Regions from separate parts of the Triticum aestivum genome. Here region 1 is linked to region 2. Evidence: chromatin contacts called from public Hi-C data. All regions are on one chromosome and are shown on one strand. Each heading gives the region's core, a stretch centred on a gene start, on an enhancer-like site or on the middle of the called end of the contact. The rest is flanking DNA. Distances are from core to core; before and after follow the strand shown.

The links. Hi-C and Micro-C count contacts between places; a contact is called where the count stands out from the background.
Region 1: a Hi-C map of leaf shows a contact between it and region 2, with 5 times the contacts expected there. The contact joins the promoter of LOC123180195 here to the enhancer-like site in region 2. A contact is called at or near these places in 2 of 5 Hi-C or Micro-C datasets (both in leaf).

What each region holds. Positions count from the first base shown.
Region 1 is chr1A:542,637,950-542,644,795 of IWGSC CS RefSeq v2.1, forward strand. LOC123180195 reads right to left here and starts at 2,341. Exons shown (of 3, transcript XM_044592168.1): 1 at 2,077-2,341; 2 at 1,774-1,967; 3 at 1,249-1,638. The coding sequence starts at 2,208. The coding sequence ends at 1,476.
Region 2 is chr1A:542,480,561-542,487,770 of IWGSC CS RefSeq v2.1, forward strand. It overlaps the pseudogene LOC123064928. Among protein-coding and RNA genes, the nearest start is that of LOC123045094, 74 kb to the left of the region's middle. Within about 2 kb of position 3,546, at least 1 of the 8 cell types and tissues checked has an H3K27ac peak or open chromatin away from gene starts, as enhancers often do. A contact at or near this core is called in leaf, where this site is marked.

The DNA of each region.
Region 1 (6,846 bases), core at 1,091-3,590, 160 kb after region 2:
AGCATCAAGACTACAATAGAATCTCACATCTCATAAGCTGCAAAAAATATAGAAGAACAAACGTGCAAAAAGATGTTGGTGCGCTCGTCGTTGGGCGCACAAGCAATATTTAAGCCGAACGACTTCTCGTAGCCGATTACAGCGCCTTTGCGCCTGTCCTTGCCAGTTGGCTGACAATCATGTTTTGTTAGGGAATTGTTCTTTCCCGAAACACATATTTTCACCCTCATTGTGATAGAGCTACACTAGCGATGTGCTTGCTTGGAGGTGACAAGCATTTAATCATGGGTCTCAAAGTAGCAATCACGAACAATGTGGAGTACCAAAAGAAAGGAGTCGTGATAGCTGTGGAATTGGTGGTGTTGGAAACCCCTACTCTGGCCCAATCAGTTTATAGAAATTTCAATCACTTAGATGACAGCATCATGATGTGCGTCTTGATCCAGCCGTTGGGCCGGGGCAGAAAATTAGGTTTCAGATCAATTGCAGACCTGCACCTACTCACACCTAGCAGCAATCTTTCCTGTATTTCTGATCAAGGAGAAACGCAACTTTTCTTGGTGATAAGCATATATCTAAGCTTTTGCTTAGTTTTCTTTACTTTAATCTCACATCAACCACATCTCAAAAGTAACAACTAAAGATCAGCTGTAGTTTCAGATTTCTTATCGAAGGACAGAGGAGGTATGGATGGATCAGCCGCCTCAGTTCCTGATTCCAATTATTGTAAAAAGCATGATTATTGGTTAAATAAAGTTACCAAAATTCAAAAAACGAATAAGCACCCAATACATTGATCAGATCAACCATCTGTTGTCATGGGGGCGAGCTAATAAATCGCTTGCTGATGCGAAAAGGAGTCATATCGTCCTGGAGGTGATACTCTTCATGGCCCAGCCGGTGCCCTCGCCGTCGAACAAACAAGCAAAGACATTGTCGAACTTCCATGTTACAGATATAGACCAAGTAGCTTCTCCAACCAAAGTGGTCTTTTACACACAAATTGTAGAGTGGTAAATTTTTATTTGTACGGATTACTTTGACAGGGTTAAAGTAATGACATCAGCTCAAATGTACATTGAGACCTTAAGTTGGCTCAATGCAAGTGAAAATAAGAAGTTTGTTTGTTTTTCTAAAAAAATATATTTTATTTACATACTACTGATATAATGTATATCATATATAAATATTTATCAATGTAGAGTGGTAAATAATAAAAATAATAATGCAGAGACCACCACAACCATATGGACATGCAAATCTCACAAAATATATATAGATATCAGTTAAGCATCATTACACAACGTCAGAGGATAGTCAAGGAAACAGAAAGGGAGGCGAGTGACCAATTCTCCACAAGACTTTGGCAACCTGAGGCGACCGGCAATTCTCAAAGACATCACTATCAACCGATTCTCCATTAGTCCATTGACAGTCTTGAGTGACAAGCTTCAGCAGACAACCACTTCTTCCCCCTAACCGATGCAATTCTTGTTACTCAATTCTTGTCCTCCCTGTTGAACAGCACCCAAGTTGTTTCCCCCCGCTTTATATATGTTCCAGATTGCGTAGGCGCTTATGCCAGGGCTTAAGCACATCCAGAGAATATAGAGGCTATGAACTTTCCGAAGGTAACGCCTATATATCGTCCAGGTGAGATGCAACAAACATTTATTCATAGTAGTCATATAAATAAAAGATGAAAAACAACAGATGGCATGAATAACTAATAAAGAAAGAAAGAAAAAAGGGCAAAGAAAATATGTACTGTACCAGGCGATGCTTTGGGGCCTAGGTTTGATGTGCGCCGAGAGATGGTGCATGAGCTGAACGTTTGAGTAACACATGGAGCCGTCGTTGCGCTTATAGCCGTGGCGCAGGATGAGGTCGTAGAGCCTCTCCTTCTTCTCCTGGATCTGCTCCAGGACCTCCCTCCCGGCTTCTTCTTTCCCGTGCGATGACAAGGCCTAGTTAGTTTGGCACACATCATGTATCTAATTATTTTCATCATCATTAAGATTAATAAGAAAAGAAAAGAAGACTGGATAACTAGGGATTTCGAGATCGGACTAGCACCTGCGTGAGCGTGAGATTCGGGCGGCCCAAGCCGGGAGCGGCGGGGCGAAGCCGGCTGAGCGCCGGCGGTAGAAGGCGGCCGCCACCGGCGAGCCTCCTTCCGGCGGCGCATCGGAGAGCCGCCATCGCCATCTTCGGTCAACGGCGACTATGGATCTTGGCTTGTTGGTCGTTGGTGCGGCTAGGGTTGGTTCTTGGCCCTCAGGAGGATGAAGGAGGCCACGGCCGGCGCCGTATTTATTATATTATCATCACAATCCGCCAGGCCCGGCCCAAACTCCTCATCTTTCGTGGGGGAGGAGGTAGTAGAGAGGGGACCTCCTATCTGCCGCATTCTGCGGCAGACTGGAGGGGCTTCGCACAGGCGGTGCTTCGTTTGGGCCGGCCCACGAAGGAGCAGCTACTGACGTAAAATACAACGCAAAAATGTGAGGGCGACTGGAGAATTGAACTCGAGACCTCCCGTTTAATACCCGCGTGCGGTAGCCATTGCACCACTAAACGTTCTTTGCCAACACTAAGCAGCAAATACTATAAGAACATAATCCACGACAGATCTAAACTTTTATAGAAGTTCGAACGCAGTTCATTCTTTTTTTGCAGGAAAAACGCAGTTCGTTTTCAAAACCTGTATCTTTTTTTGAACGCAGACAATTCCAAAAATAGCGAATAATTTTTTTTAAATGTTGAACATTTTTTGACCTTTGATTTTTTTTTGAAAAGCAGCAAAGTTTTTTTTAATGTTGAACAAATTATTGCAAAACAAGAACATTTCATAAAATTTTAAACGAAAAATAGAAAAAGCGAACATTTTTTGGAACTTGGAACAAAATTTGAAGAAAGCGAACATATTTTTGGATCTGTGAACAATTTTTGAGAAAGGGAACATTTTTTGTAACTCTGAACAAAATTTGGCAATGCGAACATTATTTTGAATTGTTAACATTTTTTGAAAATGCGAACAAGATTTGAAACTCGAACATTTTTTTGAAGCTTGGAACAAAATTTGAAAAAAGCGAACATATTTTTGGATCTGTGAACAATTTTTGAGAAAGGGAACATTTTTTGTAACTCTGAACAAAATTTGGCAATGCGAACATTATTTCGAATTGTGAACATTTTTTGAAAATGCGAACAAGATTTGAAACTCGAACATTTTTTTGAAGCTTGGAACAAAATTTGAAAAAAGCGAACATATTTTTGGATCTGTGAACAATTTCTGAGAAAGGGAACATTTTTTGTAACTCTGAACAAAATTTGGCAATGCGAACATTATTTCGAATTGTGAACATTTTTTGAAAATGCGAACAAGATTTGAAACTCGAACATTTTTTGAATTAATTTTAAAAAGATTTCAAATGTGAACAAAATTTTGAAAATCAGAACAAACAAACAAAGAAAGCATGAAAAATTTCGAAATTCTGAACAAAATTTTGTAATGTGAACACTATTTCAGAAATATGAACAATTTTTGACAAAAAGAACATTTTCGAAAATTCTGAACCATATTTGAACTTTTCGAAAAGCTTACAAAGAAAAAGTAAAAATATTGAAAAAAAACAAAGAAAACAAGAAAACAAGAAAGAACAGAATAAGACTGAAGAAAAAACAGTACAAGGAACATATGGGTTTTTCGTCGCTCTTAGTTTCTTTAAGTTTAGCATTGCTCTCTTACAGATCCACGAGCTGGTCGCGGTGGCTAGCGAGTGTGTATCGCTACTGGAGGTTGTAGGTTCGATCCCTAGCGCCATTGTTTTTTTGCGGTTCATCTCGCGAGGCGAAACCACTCAAATGGGCCGGCCCAGGGTGAGCTGCGCCCTGTGCGAAGCGGCGACTACTTGCCGCAGTAAGCGGCGAATAGGGAATTCCAGTAGAGAGTTTATCACGATTGTTGTTGTTGTATGCTGATGGGCCGGCCCGGTAAGGCGCGACTGCTTTCTTGTTTTCCTTTTTTTTTCCTGTTTAGATTTCGCCTTTTGCCATTTTCTTCCTTTGCCTTGTCATGACTGGTTTATTATACTCCTATAAACACAAGGCATTCACTTTTTTTTCAAGCCGGTTGCACACTGGATATTATTCCAGGGCCACGCATGCATAACTTCCAATGACATCATCATGTCCTTTTCTTATTTCGGAGAGCGCACGTACGCACGCGGTGCTCTTTTTCCTAATCACTTTTTGTTGTATTCCATGACATGCATGCTTTATCTAACGTCAGCTTCTGCTAGCTTTTATCGGGTCGGGTTGCACGTACGCGAGTTGAGCTCCGCCGGTCGGCCGGCCACGCGTCTGCTTTGTGCATGGCATTGGCATGTGATACACCAATACGTGACTCAAAGATTGAGACCTAGATGCGGACAAGGATCGATTCATGCATAGTGGAGTATATACTCCCTTGTATACACCCCGGCCCGTCGCAACAACAAATTCTCTTCTTCCCATCGATGCCTCCGCAGCAGCTACATCCATCTCCACCTCCCCACCGGTTCGTGACCCAGGAAGTCAGCAGTCGACGGAGCCCCCGTCTCTGCTCACAAATGACCACGTCTCCTTCTCGCAGGCTGAGGCGGCATACCTTTCCACCGCCGTTTTCGACGATGCCCTTGCCATCGTCATGGTCCCATGCGCCGGCGATCTTGACCTCGAGCACGTCCTGTCGGCTGACGCGTCGGGCTCGCGACCTTCCATGCCGACGGCGCCCCGCCGCCACTAGCTTGACGCCGACGTTGCTTTGCCGACCAGCGCCATCGGAGCCGCCCGCGACGTCGTCGTGGAGAGGTGCTGCCTACAAAGCCGACGTGCGGAGGCGCCTTGCTTCTTGCCCCTCCGCCTCGGCATCAACTGCGGGATGGAGAGCACTCGGCGGCTGCTTCTTCTTTGTTGTCTATATATGCCGTGGGCTCTGTCGTCCGTGTTGTGTCGCGTGCGCGTGCTGCTGCTGTGTCCTAGTCTTTACCCTGTAGTGGCTCTTGGATTGAGGGTTCGCGGTAGTTCTGTCCGGAGCGGGCTTCGTCGACGGAGCAGGGCCTCCCGCATGTGGACCCTTTGTCGTCCGTTCCGTTCTGGGGCAACGGTGGTAAGCCATGTCATCATGGTGTCTAGGGCCCCGTCCGTGGCTAGCGGGCGGCCACGTCCGGGCCATCCACTCCCTCCTGGTCAACCACGGCGTGGGGCGACGGCGCCTGCGTTTGCTTCATCTGCGCCCCATGTGTCTGCTCTGGTACTACACATCCGCCCTCCTCCCGACCCCGTGCGGCCGCCGCCGGGCGGCCACATCCCGATCTTCCCTCGACTTCCCGTGCACCCCCTCCCTCCGCCGTTGCCGGCAACGTCGTTGGGCGAAGGCCCCGTGGCGCGGCGGCGGCGGACCTCCTCTGGCGTCCTGAGATCTGAGGCGGCGGCGGCCTGATTTGGATCTCCCTCCCGACGAGGATGGCAGCGGCGGCCGGGGCGCGACGGGGGGTTTGGCTGCAGCCAGCGGGAGTAGTACGAGATGGCGGCAGCGGCGGCCGGGGCGCGTCCCGGGCTGCCGTTACGTCCTCAAACTGCTGCATCTCATCGGATTCGGCGACGGCTCGCTGAAGCACTCCGGGTCTGCATCGCATCACGAGGATTATGGCGGTGGTGGTCATCTCCTACGTCGGAGGTGGTCGACCTGAGACTGGATGATCGGATCTCGAGATCTGTAATCTAGTCCCAGCTACGAGTCGGGGAGGCATAGTTGCCGGTGAAAACCGAGCCGATGGCGGACGATGGCGGCGTTCTGCGCCGTTACCTTGATGAAGGCATCGTTCTGTAACTACTGTCGCCCCACTCGTGCTGCTCCTGGGGAAACCCTATGATCTGGTTTTCCAGTTCGGACGATGGCGGCACTGCGGTGTCGTTTCTCTCTTGGGAGCATCGTTTGTGGAGCAGCGCTGGAAATCAGAGGCAGGAGGTGGAGCGGCTTCGTCTTGCATGGAGCTTCCGGTGGAGATGTCAAGTCATGCCTGACCGACAGGTGCTACGCTTTGTCATGCCTGGTCGGCAGGTGCTACGCACGACAGATCTTCAAGGACTTCAAGCTGTGTCGGCTGGTGGTACTTGGCAGCATGGCGCTGAGGTGTATCAGTGGCGACCGCGACGTGCTCAGCTGTTTGCGCGCAGGGAGGAGGTGCCGTTGGGCGCCGTGGTGGCGTCGACGATAGCTAGACCGAGCAAGGTTGATGCATCAGTACAGTTCTGAAGATGGAGCGGTGGCAGTTGGCGGCGGCGGCCTCTGAGAGCACGCCGGACCAGTGTGTGCCCCAGACCCGGCAAATGGCTAGGTTGGGGTCTCAGGTCTTAGATGTTAGGCTTGGCTGCGATATCTGTTTGGTATTAGGCCCAGGCTATCTGCGCCCCTTCATCAGCTGGATAGGTGTAGCGACAGTCTGTTGTTTAGATGGTGGCTTTAGTCTTACTGTTGTATCATTTTGTAAGGTCTTGTGAAATAATTAATAAAGTGGCCGTATGCATCGTTCAGATGCAGAGGCCGGGTCATCCTCTTTTTCTAAAAAAAATGTGTGTGCTCTGGTCCATGCAGTCGAGGGATCGATGTGTTCGCGCCGTCGCCTCCCTCCCGGTCGACCACGTTGCTCGGCGACGGCGCCCGCCTCTGCATCGTCTCTCATGTACTACATGCCAATGGTCTGCGCTGCCGAGGGCTGGTTGCTGCCATGGTCCCTGCGCTCGCTCGGACGCATCAAACTCGCATGCATATGGTCGTGACTCGTGACCGAGAGCTCGCAT
Region 2 (7,210 bases), core at 2,296-4,795:
AACAAGGTAACTTCTGGATTTACATAATTGAATAGATGTCAGTGAAATACCCACAACAAGTATGAATAGTGGCTTGAGAGAAATTCATATTTTACTATTTTTTTCTGACACGCAATAAATTATATCACTTCTGAATTTATCTATACTGAATTTATGTTAATGCAGCTCATCTTGAGACAAGGAATACATGATTCATGATACATACACACACGCACATTGATAAATGGCGTTTTTTAGACTTAAAAGATAGCAATTAATAAACAACTTATTTGCCACAGAAATATCTCTAAATGCTCAGATGACACTGTCATATCTATGCACATGCACAACCAATTACGACATGGACATTTTCTACCTTCTTACTTATAATGCATATAACATGATCCATTTCAAGTTTCATTACATCACCCCAGAACACACAAACAAAGAATTTGAAGACACAGAGGAACAAGATAAGGACACATAGGGAGAGACCTCCTGAAGCAGACAAATGGAGAGGCGTAGACCCTTTTTCATCGGGCTTATCTGGATTAGCACCGTGATCAAGAAGATACTGGAAAGTGTCCACAGTGCCAGCAATAATGGCATGAGCCAGAGGTGTATAGCCTATCAGGAACATCAAAGAGAAGAAACGGAATAAGAACTAGGAGGACAGAATATGAACATGTAAAGGTTTTGCGATATGAACATGCATCTGTTTCCAGAATACACATACAAACTTTTTACATACAACAGCACATTCAGAAGTCAGAACTAGGAGGACAGAAATTTTAGGTTCCCTTTAAAAGTAATCATACATGAAAATATCTTGGCGCAAGGCACTGACACTTTTCATTTTTAATGATCCACAATAGAATGAATCACCAAAAGATTAAAAAAGGTTAGGCTATAAGCGCCCAAGTCATGTGTACATAATCAAACAAGTGTCATATGACTCCAGTTCAATATGTACATATTATGCAAGTGCCGTGATGCCAAGATACTTTGTTACACAATACAAAGATCAGATACTACAGGTCGTTTAAAAGCCAGAGTGTATTCATAAACAGCATTAAACAAAAAATAATGGAGGAGTTTGGAGTTCATTGTTGATTCATCAAAATAAAAAAGTTCCTGTCCAAACTAAAGCCAGCTATTTTGTGGGGGTACAAGTGCAGAAAAAAAAAGTGAAGCTAGAATCATTTTTCCTAGAAAGCAAACTGGTGCATGGAGAAAAAAACAAGTTGATAGAATTTTCAGGGGTAAAACTGTAAAAGGGGATGGAAGCTAGCATCGATACTCTTTCTACTGAAACAACTCTGTCAAAACAGTATAAGCTGCGTCTGGAATAAATGAACTTCATGAGATTAATGCAAACAAAGGAGTTAGATGTATGTTTCAAAAACAGGGCCAATTGACGAGTTATAAGCCTTAGATTTCTCAACAAAACAAGCTAAATCCAGTCCCATTTTTGGCATAAATTAGTTCAATTCCCGTCCCACTTCAAGGCAAATGCCAGGTAAAAGGGGCATATACAAGCTGACTTTACCTAAAATTTCCCTCCAGTTAAGGTAATCTACAAACCATTTTCTATGATAGTAGTTTGTAGACTGCCAAAACTAGAAATATGAAACACGGAAACGACAGAAACGGAAGCATGGTTACACATGATTGATTACGCATCGTGCAGACCGCATGAAATTCAACCCAAACTGATAGCCATCCTCATGGTAAGTGATCAGTCCCTCCCATTGCTTGGCGTCAAGGAGGCAGACAACCAAACAGCCAATCCATCACGTCTATCAAGAGGAGATAAACGAGTCATCTACTCTAGTCTAGGGGGGAAGAAAACAAGGGTCTTGCTTTCGTAAGAGGAGGGAGGGAGACCAAGTGCCCACCTGTCTCGTCGGTGGAGCTCCTCGACCAGGTACACGCGCACCGGCATCCTCCCGCGGCGCGTGGCCAAGTGCAGCGCCCCGGCGCCGCGGAGCTTCACGGCCTCCGCCGCATCCCTGAGGCGCCCCTTCCCGCCGTCCAGCGCGCTCGCCGCACCCATCAAAACTGGAAAAAATCTCCCAAAATCGGCGCTCGATCGAGCACCCAGAAACCAAAATCCGCGGGCGGAGCGGGATGCGAGCACATACTCTTGAAGAGCTGGAGGTTGCCTTCGGCCGCCGCCTGGAGACGCCGCCGCTGCAGTGCACCGGGACCTGCAGGGGGAGAAGAGGGGTCGGGTGTTAGCGCTGGGGTTCATCCGCAGTTTATCAGGGGCCGGGCATGGGTTTGGGGGAGGAGGTCGCTTACCGGAGGCGAGGGGCGGCGCCATGGCCGCTGCCGGAGAGTGTGTCGGCGGTGGATTGGTGGGAGTTGGTAAGATTTTGGAGCGGGCTGCCTAAGGCCGGGCCGGGCCGGGCTCGCAAAAAACCCACCTTCAAACTCTAAGCCCGAGCCCAGCCCGAAGCCTGATACTTTCCAAGTCCGAGCCCAGCCCAAACACAGGCACGAAAACCAACCCCCGGCCTGAATGACACTTTTCATGCCTCCCGGGCATGCCCCTCCCGAAGGCCAAGCCCGGCCCAAAGTTGGATACTTTTTCAAGCCTAGCCCAAACATACTCCCGAAGCCCGAAAAACCCAACCTGACTGACACTTTCCATGCCTTCGCGTGCACGCCCGGCCAAAACTATATTACGTGCTTGAAAATGAGGCCTGATCTCGTCCCAAATGTCAAGCCCAACTCAGCCCAGCCCAGGTTTTTTACCGGGCTCGGGCCGGGTTGTCGAGCTAGATTGTCTGTCTATCAAGCACCTGGAGAAAAAGTTGACATCTGTAATTTTTTAAATCGTTGCATCCTAAATGAGCTGACATATCTCCTTCCTCAAAAGCCTCATTGGCTGCCATCCTCCCATCACCGTCTTGGTCGACATGCCCACCCATCCCTGTACCCCCTCTTCCCATATGAAGAGCCCCAAGGACCACGCGTCCCTACCTCCCTCGCTTGGTGGCTGACGGTGGGCCCCACACCATGTTGGCACGCCTACTCAAGACCGTGTTCGTATACAAACGTGATTTGCATCGTATATGCACACCAAAATTAAGTTGTGGCATTAGTTTAATGTATGTCGCAAGTTTTAGCAGCAAACTAACTTTTCGCTCCAAGTTTTAGCGACGGTGGTGTAAATTGACTCTTAATTTAGAGTGCATGGTTTTAACCAAGAATTGGCCCGAGGAGGAAAGGTGCCACGTCACCTTGACTGACCCTACAAATAGGATAATGTTGGCACCCTTAGTGCACAATGATTTCCAACAATTATTCTCAAAGGGAGTAAGTTCCTTGCGAAAAAGCAATGCCGGCTGGAGATGAAGGCAAGGCCTCTGCTACGCTAGCATTAGGACTGAGTGGGTTGGTGGGAGTTGATAGGATTTTGGAGCAGGCTGCCTAAAGCCGCGTCGGGCTTGCAAAAAAAAACCTTCAAACTCTAAGTCTGAGCCCAGTCCGAAGCCTGATACTTTTCAAGTCCGAGCCCGGCCCAAAAACCTGGCCTGAATGAGACTTTCCCTGCATCTTGGGCATGCCCCTCCCGAAGGTCGGGCTTGGCCCAAAGCCGGATACTTTTCAAGTCCAAGTCCAAGCTCAGCCCAAGCATACTCCCGAAGCCTGAAAACCCGACCTGAATGACACTTTCCATGCATCCGCGTGCACACCCAGCCCAAACTATATTATCTGCTTGAAATTGAGGCCTGGTCTCAACCCAAATGTCAAGCCCAACTTGGCCCGGCCCAGATTTTTTACCAGCCTCGGGTCGGGTCGTCCGGTTGGACTATCTATCCATCAAGTACCTCTAAAAAAATTGGCATCTGTATTTTTTAATTGGGTCGTTGGATCCTGAATGAGTTGCCATATCTCCTTCCTCCGACTGTTTATATTGTTCAGCTTCTTCCCATTTCTTCCCTACAACCTACTCCCCCCGCATCTGACTAGTATTGCCACACGCCGTCTCACTGGTTGCCCTACTCCCATCATTGTCTGATGAGGCACAGACTAGCGAGACGCTAATTCACGCGTGTAGAAGACCCGACCTTTCACGGCGATGCAAGATCAGTAGTCCTTTCCCCGTATTCCTCCTCGCAACCTTCAATAACAATCTCTACCCGTGCACGAACAGTACGTGAACAAAGATAATGACCCCCTCGGATCAACATGTAGGCGTCGATGTAATGATCAACCCTCCGTCGCTAGTAATTTCCTCGATGAGAAAATCACAGAAAATACTCAAGATTGGATCGCCCAAAAACTGGACGTTTTCTGAACCTTGTTCATAACTCACGAATAAAACTCAAAACTAATCTCCCCTGTTACAATGGCCGTGGCCCGTGATAAATAGCCATCTCCACGTGACTGCTCCCCTAAAGGGGAAAAAAGAATTAACACCTAAACAAGTCGTGCAAGAATTGGACTAGAATAAGAAACAAAAATCCTAACCGATCACAACCGGAACTACTATTTAAGAAACTTCCTAATATAATATTCTTGCTAATTAGCATGCATGTATTTATCTAGCACGTAACGTGCGTTCCTTATTCCATGGGATTGAAACGAACATGCCTTTATCCATTGAGGGGGAGTTCTGAACATGGGAATGATCTTCTGTAGTTTCGGCTCCTGCCCTTGGTTTTCTTGTTCGAGAGTCAATCCATGCATGGGTCTGTGACTTCTTCGTCTCTGTTCTTTGCATGATACATCAAAAAACATCAAGGCTGCCCCACACTTCCCTCCGCTTGCCATACATATGGCATTTGCGACTTTTGTTTCGGTCGTTTGGCTGGAACAATATAGGTTGACCTTGAACTCGACACAATACTAATTCCAGGGCCACATAAAAAACGCATTCGCCCATCAATGCCTCGATGTTTTTCAGTAGCATGCACCAAATTTGTTCGCCCAAGTTCCGCTTTGCTTGTCATCTCTTTAGTTGGTTTGACTTGAGTGGCGACGACATTTGAAGATACACCGGGTATTACACTGGTCATATCATTGTCTTGGTCATCGCCCACACCCATACCTGTACCCACTCTTCCCATATGAAAAGCCCCAAGGACCCCCGCAAACCCCCTGCTTGACCCACACCCGTCAAATTTCGGGCTTGCTTCCGCTCATGCACAGCTCAGCCATGCCGTGGCCCCTTTTGCCCTCATGTTTTCGCAGAAAAAGTGACTGCCGTCCAAAAAAATTATGAACCATTTTGCAAACGAAAAAATAAACATATTCAATTAGAAGCTTCCACTAGGATGGATTGTGATGTTATATTTTATATTAATTCCTTGAATTGAGGTGTTAAGTAAGAATTTCATAGGACTTTAGGATCCTCGGTCGTTTGTTATCTATTATTGTCGTAAGGTGAAGGCATTATCTCTGCCATTGATCATAACAGAACCAAAAGTCTTGGAATTTACAAATTGGCAATAGATGTAAATTGAGTATCTCCTGATCTAAAGCAAAAGGTTTTTTTTGGAAAAGGATCTAAAGCAAAAGTAACTCCACATTAGTTCAAGCCCTTTTCTTGGACTTTTAAATTGCCAATCTGCTCTGATATTATTTTTGCGTGAGCACTTCATTTTTTTTTGCCTGAGCACTTTATTTTACTATATCCATGCATCAAGGGTGAAAATTCTGCACAAATAACTCCACACCTTCCTAGGCACTCTCTTCCTTCCTAGTGGCAACTTCAAATTATTCAAACCCAAGACAAACTTGTTGGGATAAGTTGGACCTTCTTAAGAAAAAAAATATAAAAAGAGGTTGACAAAATTAGATGGCTAACCTGCACTAGCTCTAATGGAAACAATCAAACTATAATTGGCCCTCTATAATGACAAAACCCATGTGAAAGTCCCTGTATCCATCTCTAGTGGCCTACTTCCTCCATCCACATATACAGGGCTTAATATGTTTCCGAAGGTAGTCTTTGACCAATGATAAACTTATTCGAGTTTGGTATCATATTTGGCAATAACCAATTGGGAACACCACCCCCCCTCCCCCCTGGGTGGCGACATTCACCTTGTATCCTCATCTTTACCGGAACACTGCCATCGCTTCCGCCTCCTTACCTTGTTGCCCCTTCCACCTCCATGCGTAGTGCAGCCATCTTCGAACCTGAGTGTATCTCCTTCCTCTCTCACCGGCCACTGGCACAAGGGTCGACATGATGACATTGTCAACCACTTCTACAGTTGCGACCACTATACTTTCCTGAATTTGTGTCGACGACTTCTCTCGGATTAGACCGGGACCATACTTGGCCAAGCTAGGGCTTACAGCATCTTCAGCCACGACGAGCAAATTTCATCCATCAAACGCTCGCGGACGTGCCTGGTTAGTGACCGGGCGTGTCCGTTTTGAACCCCTATTTATTTGTCCGTGCAGCCACACTCCTTATTTTTCTTCTCATATGTCCGGTCACTTGCACGTGATTGGCGGAGATGAAGAGGGAGAAATAAAAGAATGAATAAAGAAAGAGAAAAGGTGGTCCAGGTGGGGTCGCGTCCTATGTGGCGGAATGTCCGGGCGCGTCCGCAAGTCCTCATATCCTTCCCATATTTTTGAAATGGATATGAAGGTTCGCGGACAGCCTGGGCATACAGGGATGATACGAGGAGTCCGGTTGGGTCACGTTTTTTCTTCTCTCTCTTGTCCGGTCACTGATCGGGCGCATCTGCGGGCATATGCGGGATGGTTTGAGTTGTTCGGCTGTAGATGCTCTTTTACTTATGGAAAAAAATGTGATTATCTATCACATCCTAGCATCTCTACAACTACTCTAGAAAAGGGAGCCCCCTGGTTGAATCGAGCTTGAGTACGATGTGTCAACGGGTGTTTGGCCTTTTGCAGACCGCCTTGTTCAATCTTCCAGACAGGGCCATTAGCATGTGAGACAAACATGTCACTGTAACATCAACAAAGTACGCTAACCTCTTGTGTGGTAATACGGCATCATTCGGTCCATGAAAACTCAACAAAATAACAAGGAACAAAGGAAGACGCTACAAAGAAAACGGCACGGCAAGATGCACGTTTGCTTCTTAGCTATTTTTTTAACAATACATTTTTTATTAATTTATAGAAATAATACATGGTTTAGATATTTTTCACAAATAATACGGCGTTTGCTTGCGGCAAAACGACTGGACCTAATCGTCTTACCTGTAGATGATTAGTGTCCAGTCGTCTC